Linked DNA regions of Sus scrofa: region 2 is linked to region 1. Evidence: chromatin contacts called from public Hi-C data. All regions are on one chromosome and are shown on one strand. The core of a region is the stretch at or near the end of the contact, and the rest is flanking DNA. Distances in the headings are between cores, read along the strand shown.

Evidence for each region. A called contact is a pair of places that touch in the nucleus more often than the background predicts.
Region 2: a Hi-C map of omental adipose tissue shows a contact between it and region 1, with 1.6 times the contacts expected there. The contact joins two enhancer-like sites. A contact is called at or near these places in 3 of 47 Hi-C or Micro-C datasets (embryonic fibroblasts and omental adipose tissue) and 2 of 2 datasets of contacts at active chromatin or transcription factors (alveolar macrophages and skeletal muscle).

What each region holds. Positions count from the first base shown.
Region 1 is chr4:81,932,571-81,936,287 of Sscrofa11.1, forward strand. The region is part of intron 1 of ATP1B1 (ATPase, Na+/K+ transporting, beta 1 polypeptide); the gene reads right to left. Among named protein-coding and RNA genes, the nearest start is that of ATP1B1, 2.6 kb to the right of the region's middle. Within about 2 kb of position 1,346, at least 26 of the 83 cell types and tissues checked have an H3K27ac peak or open chromatin away from gene starts, as enhancers often do. A contact at or near this core is called in omental adipose tissue, where this site is marked.
Region 2 is chr4:82,271,620-82,275,311 of Sscrofa11.1, forward strand. No RefSeq gene overlaps it. Among named protein-coding and RNA genes, the nearest start is that of DPT, 14 kb to the right of the region's middle. Within about 2 kb of position 2,407, at least 7 of the 83 cell types and tissues checked have an H3K27ac peak or open chromatin away from gene starts, as enhancers often do. A contact at or near this core is called in omental adipose tissue, where this site is marked.

The sequences.
Region 1 (3,717 bases), core at 96-2,595:
GAGGGGAACGGGCAGCCCTCCATTATTGTGTGTGAGTGTGTGTCTGTGTTGTGGAGCGGTTAAGGGCAGGGCAAAAATTCAGCTAGAACTAAGATTCTTTATAGGAAATAATTTTATTCCATATATTTGGGGGAAAAACGTCATGAAGATGATCAACAAAATCTAGGGCTATGTTTGCGTGCTTATGCAATGCATTTCAAATATGACAGTATACTTCCTTAGAGACCTCTGTTTTCTTCGCTTGCTTATCCCTTGACATTTCAGGACTTCAGTCCAGGCTCTGCTGCTTCCCCAAAAGCTCAAAGGCCTGTAAGTTTTTATGCTGAGACAGGGCAATGAATGCTGAGAAACCCAGTGAAACTCTCCTGACCTAGCACACTGTCTTTCCTATCAGGGGAACCAAACACGGGTGGAGGGAGAAAGAGGAACTGCTATAGTAAAAACTGACAAGCAAATTTTTCTTTCTTTTTCTGACTGAACTCAGACCAGGGACTGACTTGAGAAGCTGCATTTTCTTTTCCCTATAGTTCATAGGATAAGAGAATGGAGACTGAAAATAGCTGCAAAAACCAAAAAAATAAAAAAAAAACCAACCAAACAAACAAAAAACAACCCCCCCCAAAAAAAAAAACAAAAACAAAAAAACAACTGCGAAGCCAATAGACTGGAATGAGGCTATCAGTTACTGGTTTACAAGGATTATCTCCCTGATTAGCCGCATAGTAACAGGCTGTACTAGGCATCGCTCGGCAGCCCTGTGCCAGCCAAACAGCTCAATGTGAATGCAGCAGAGGGAACAGAGAACCGGAGGGTTATCGAGTCTGAAACATGACTGCACAAAGGAGCCTTAGGTTATTTCTTAAAACATTCAGATCTCCTGCATTAAAGGCCAGGATCCTTGAGGGAAAAGCAGGAAAACAAAAGTATTATTGGAAAGAAGTGTGTGTGTGTGTGTGTGTGTGTGTGTGTACATGTATGGACACGCTAGGAGGGAGGCAGGGTGAGACTGGGTGCACTGTGGCTGAAATCAGCCAGGTTGCCCTCTCCGAATATTTAAAAGCTCAACTTTTCTATCAGCAAATAAGTAGTTTGGGGAAATCATACTCTAGACAAGTAAAACATACATCAAACCACACTAAAATGCCTAATCATAATCCTTTTTCCCTTCTATTTGAAAAAAAAAAAAAAGGAAAAGGGCAAAGACACACACAAAGATAAGGAAAAATGAAAAGACTGTATAATCCAGAACCACAGCTGCCCAACTCAATCAGTGCCTCCCCGAAGGACAAGGGTTAAGTGCTGCATTCTGTATCCAGGCAGCAGTAGGCAAATGGCAAGGCTGTGACGTCAGGAGATCTGGAAAAATTTTCCAGGGAATGCTCCTAAGAGGTGCAAGAGTTCGTATAACATAGTCAGAAAGAGAACTGTATTCTCTTTTTTTCTTGCCCCACACCTTGTCTGGATGCTCTTAGCCTAAGCATGGAAGTAGTTTTATATTCATTCCTTGGACCCCAGATACTAAATTCTAACAAAATGAGAAGATATCATTGACGCTACAGTTTAAAATACAAATATAATTATAGATAAACAAGTCACTGATTGAACAGAAGGAAATACAGCCTATCTTAACTGCCCTAAGAGAAGGAGAGGATTTTTCTCTTTTGCTCTGAGATGTCGCCCCTGCTGTGAGGTCACTTGGTCAGAGTGGACGATGCAGGTGTGGTGGAGCCTATTCAGTGGGCTCACCGACACACAGGCTCAAAGAGAAAAGCTGGACTCATTGTACCACCTAGCCAGGGCGGCTCAGAGAGTAAGCTTTAGAAATAATTTTTTCCTTTTAGACAACTTTTCTTTTCTTTTTCTTTCTGTTTTGTTTTGTTTGTTTGTTTTTTTAAATACAAGTAACAGAGGTTTTCCAGTCAGGGAAAAAAAAACCCAAAAAACCTAGTACCCTTCAAAAGGTCACAGGCTGAAGGGAAAAGGGCATCTGGGCCCAGTGGTAAACATTAAAACCTACCAACACCTGTACTAACTTAATAAAAGGGTGGATAGCACCAGGTGATTTGCATGCTGCACTTTCTCCAGCAGCTTACAGGCGAGGCTCCTGCGTCCATCTTGGTGAAAATCTACCTACAAACAGAACTGAACCAAGGACAACCTGCCCTCGTCCCAAGGGCATCCATGTTGGGCCCAGTGCTGGAAAGGTGGCATTCTCTCCATAGGAGACAAGTGGTTGCTGTCACTTTCTCTGCCTAGGAGAGGCTCTGTCATTTCTTACATTGCCAGAAAGGAGTAGACATATTAGTGCAAGATAAAACCTGAATTTTTAGCTCAACACCTCACCTCCACCTTGTAAAATGGAAAGATGAGACTAGAGCACCAGTCCTGGTGTCTGCATTCATTAGAGTATTGACACCTTGCTGTATGAGCTATCAAGACACAAATGACTCTCTCTTATGTGGAGGTGCTGCATTATTAAATGTCAGCTTACAGAACAAGTCCTTCCATTCCTACCCTCTAAAACAAATATTATTGTGGAATCGGAATGAGGAAAGAAATATATTTTATGAGAGGGAAAAACACTAGAGGGCAAATTTTACAACATGCCTGGAGTCAATGCAGTCCTTGGCCCATGACAAGGCCGGAGTCAGATCACTATGGTAGGAACCCCTAGTGAATCTGGGAGAAGGCTCGTCCCGCAGTGCACCCCTCAGGCCTCACTAGTTACCAGGAGTTGCTAGGAGATGGCCCAGGCCAGGAGCTGTTCACCCTATACACACCCAGTGTTCTTCAGGCTTTCCCTTCCACATTAAGAAACACAGAGAGCTATACTTAATGCATGAGAACTATGGCAGTAAGCCCACTGAAGGATGGAGATTTCCCAAAATAAAATAAAATACAAGCTAAAAGCCATCACTTTAAAGACCTACATTTAACATGGCTCAGGGATATCTATTCTTCCCAACATAGGTATGGGATGAGGTTTCACCTTGACTAACCTTGAAGTGTGATGCATTATTAACCCTTCACTTTTTAATCAAGAGACACACTACAGGGTGCATTTTTTTTTCCTCTACAGAAAATCATATATTCTAGCTTCTTCCATTTCAAAATGTCAGCCAAGCAATATTTCCCTGACTCATTCTCCTGCCCATGCTCACAGATCCTCCCAATCAGGAACACCACATCAGCACCTACCCAGGGCTCCCTTAGTGGCTGCAGTGGTGGTGCTAGTGGTGCAGATGATGATGATGGTGATGATGATATTAGAGAAGGGGGGGCAGTGATGCAGGAGGGGGGAGTTCCCTCCCTCTCTCTCTCTCTTCCGCAGTCACGACTCTTACAGATTTGCCTACAACTGCCCTTCAAAATGACCTTTTAAAAAAAGTCACCCTTCCTGTGTAGAGAGGTGGAAGACAAGTAAGCAATATAATTTTCAATGGGGAGGGGGTCTATTTAGCCAAGCAACAGGCTGCCCCAAATCGTATCAGATGACCTGCCTCTGCCTTTGTGCCATTTATTTCACACTAACCCTTCATCGTACCCGGTTCTGCATCTGGCTCTGTAGACACTGACAACAACCCGATTTTGCCATGTTTTGGGGCCAAGGCTCAGAAACGGAGTCCTGACATGGAGCTTCCTGGGTCATTCCTGGGCTGTGATGACTCCACGGCAGTTCACTGGAGGAAACTCTGGGCATCGCTACGAAATACTGCA
Region 2 (3,692 bases), core at 1,157-3,656, 340 kb after region 1:
TATGGTTGAGCAGGCACTCCCATCTTTGAGGAGCTCTGGTTAATGTATAATGCAGAGGCACGTTGCACCTGAAGGAGAGGGGAAGCCCAGACAAACACACAGAGAGAATTTTATGTTTAATTTTTTTCATGTCCTGCCTTAAAATATAAATTTTATCTCATCAGTCAAAATCAGAGCAATTAAGAGGCAAAAGGGATGAATGCCTCATTGGTTGATATTTATGGAGACTATCAAGATGTAAAAACTTTGTATTTGGATATTTATCCCCAGCCTTCTTTTAAAGGACTCAAAATCAAAATTTGTAGATGGGTCTCTTCAAGGTTTGGATTTGAGTGTTCTAGTCCTTGTGGGGTTTGAAGAGATTTGCACTGGACTTAGCATAAGTGTTAACCAATTTTCCTTTGCCTTTCTCTCATGAAGTCTTCTTGGAGCAGACTTCATCAGAGGCCACTTTCATAGATCTGGATCATCTCGACAGAGGAGGCAAGGGAGGTTCCCAAGATGCCAGCACCCTAGGGAGACTCTGTGAAATGTACTTCCTTCTCCATCCCAGAAAAATGAAAATAGAATGTTTTTCAGCTGGTGGTAGGAAAAGTGTTCAAATGCCTTTGGGTAGCCAAACCATGCTGGTGATTTATGGAGCAGCTCTCCGTGACAATGGGCACTTACAAGAACCAACTGACAATGACAAATTGTGGAAATGTTACTCAGAGGTACTAAATTGTTACTAAAATGTTGATGATCATAAACTGCTCATAGTTTATAATTCTATCATAGCAATAGTAAATATTAATTGCACATCTCTTATGGACTAGATACTCTGTTAGAAATAGGATATAAGTTAGGTGAACAACATAAAATTTCTATCTCCAGGGATCTTGCAATCTAGAGGAAGTTTCTGAAAAATAAGCAAGCAAGCACACAAGTTTGGGAAGTGGTGCAATGGGGGCACTTAAACAGGACTGTGCAGGTAGAACACTTTGGAGTTGGAAGAATCAGGGAAGGCTTCCCAGGAGAGGTGCCACCTAAAAGGAAATCTTAGATACATCTTCAGGCTGGATTGGGTGAGCCCAGTGAACAGGGGAGAGGCCACAGAAAGTGTCCTGTACTGTTGGAAGATGGTACAAGGGCTAGGAAGTAAGAAAAATCATATTTTTAGATATTTAAATGTAATTTATGTGGCTGATTCTTATGGCTCTGGGGAAGAAGCACGGGGGCAGACTGTGAGAGGACAGCTTCTAATCTTTCTCAATAACCAAATCTTTTCCATAAGCAGTAATTTTTTGTTCGGTCACACCTGTGGCATATGGAAGTTCCCAGGCCAGCTACTGAACCTATGCCACAGCAGCCACCCAAGTTGCTACAATGACAACACTGGAACCTTAACCTGCTACCACAAGAGAACTCCCATAACCAATAATTTAGTAATGACTTTGAGGTTTCAGAAATAGAAGCTTTGACAACACTAAAAAGAGTATCTTTTTCCAAGAATATATCTTGAATATAGAATTACTGAATGTTGGAAATGGAAAGGGCCTCTTATCTGTTGCAATCCCCTTGTCTAACAAATGAGGAAACTGAGGCTCAGAGTATGATGACTTATCCAAGGTCCCAGCAAGCTTTAGTAAATGCTTTTGCTTTAATGAATGTACAAGTAGAATAGATTCCTGGATGGGAAGAAAGTACTGTCAAAGCAATTTTTTTCCCCAAATTCAGGCGCAATATTCATACAATCCCAGTTAAAGTATAAAAGGATCATAAAAAAAATCCAAAAAAAATTCTAGAAATCAGTGACACTTACTGTTCACCATCATTCAGGGTAATTATCTCTTCTGTAGTACAGTTTACACAGAAACATAGAATGGAAGAGATATGAACCCTTTTCTTCCAGCACTCAAGGTACTTCCATATGTTATATCCCTCTTTTAATGAGTCCAGGTGAATTTTAAGAACACAATCTCCAGGGGAAATGTTCTTGTCCTTACTCCCGTCCACCAACCCAACAGCCAGCTGATTTGCAGGTAAGCTTGAGATGATGCCTTCAAGGAAAGGAGAAACAAAGGCATTGTAAGCTATCTCTGTCTCAAAGCCTTCCATTCTAGCCCTTAAGAATACTTATTGTATTAGCTCCTCTTCCTTCCAACTGCAATAATAATTAATGCTGATATAATGTCTCTCATCCTACGAGCTCTAAGGGATTTTCAGTGCTGAGCACCTTTCTGATTAGCCATGGGAAAATGTCACTTCTCATTGCTCAGGAAAATTACTGCTCTTCCCTGTACCCCCCACATAGCCTGATTCATCATTCTCAGACCAGGAGAGCAGTCTCTGCACCAGACAGGCAGACTGAGATCAGTACAAGGGAGGGACTTGCATTAAGGACTGGGACACCACTTTGCTGAGGCATGGTGTTTACACGGGGCTCTGACTCCCCCATGTGAGAAGGTACTGTAGAAGTTCTGTTGTTTAGGGAGCCTCACCCTCCCTGCTGCTGACCTTGGCTCACTCTAGGGTTTGAAACCATGTGCTTCCTGTAAGCCACTTTCTTGATATTTCATAGGTCTCTTTCAGGTGCTAAGAGCTGTGTGTGTGTGTGTGTGTGTGTTTGTGTGTGTGTGTGTGTGTGTAGTTCCTCATTAATGGGGCAGGGGTTGCAGAGCATGGAACACCTCCTTTCTGAACTATGCAATCTCACTTGTAGGCTATCCAAGTAATTTGAGAAAACAGATTACTCCTATGGGGAAACTAGTACTTTATATTCTATTCCTTCAGTACTTTTCCATTGTTGTAATAAGCATCTGGCTTTAGAGCTAAACTCAGCCTGCCTCAGGCTCTAGGGAAACAAGAGATGATGGACTTTGAAGTCAAAATTCTTGGGTTCAAGTCCCAGGTACTCTGCTGCTTGGCTGTGTGATGCTGGGATAGCTACGTACCTTCTTTCTCCTTGGTTTTGTTTGTTTGTTTGTTTGTTTGTTTGTTTGGTCCTGCCCTCAGCATGAGGAAGTTCTGGGACCAGGTATTGAACCTGTGCCGTTGCAGTGACAATGCTGGCTCTTTAATCCACTGAGCCACCAGAGAACTCCAACTTACCTTCTTTCTGTGAAACCGTTTTCTCATTTCTAAAAGCATGTGATCCCATCTCCAAAGCTGTTGGGAGATTAAATATGATGAGCATAAAGAGTTTAGCTTGATGCTCAGTACATAACCATGAGGATGGTAGCTTTTGTTATATCTGTGAAGTGGTTGCTGCTGATAAACTTGCTCAAAGAGTTAAGCCAACTGCCCTTTGCCTTTATAAAAAGGAACAGGAAATTTTTTTCTCTGTTATGGTAATAAGGAATTTTTTTAAAAAATATTTATGAACTGAGACTTGGCACAAACAATATTTATTCTCAGGCCCTTTTCCATGGATTACTCTTCTGCCACATGCTGTTTTCTTTTTTTTTTTTCCTGTTTTTTCTTTTTTCTGATCACTTTAAAGTATGATATTTATTTCACTATCAGATTGTTCCTAAAGGATTAGGCTTAATGAAGAATTCTTATTAGCATTTGGTATTAAAACCAAGATCTCCTTATCATTATGTAACAGTTAACATTATTCATCATTATTCCTGTAACAGTTACCTAGCTGTCATCATTCAAGGGATTTATATGTGTTGACTTTTTAAATTCTTACAATAATTGTAGAAACT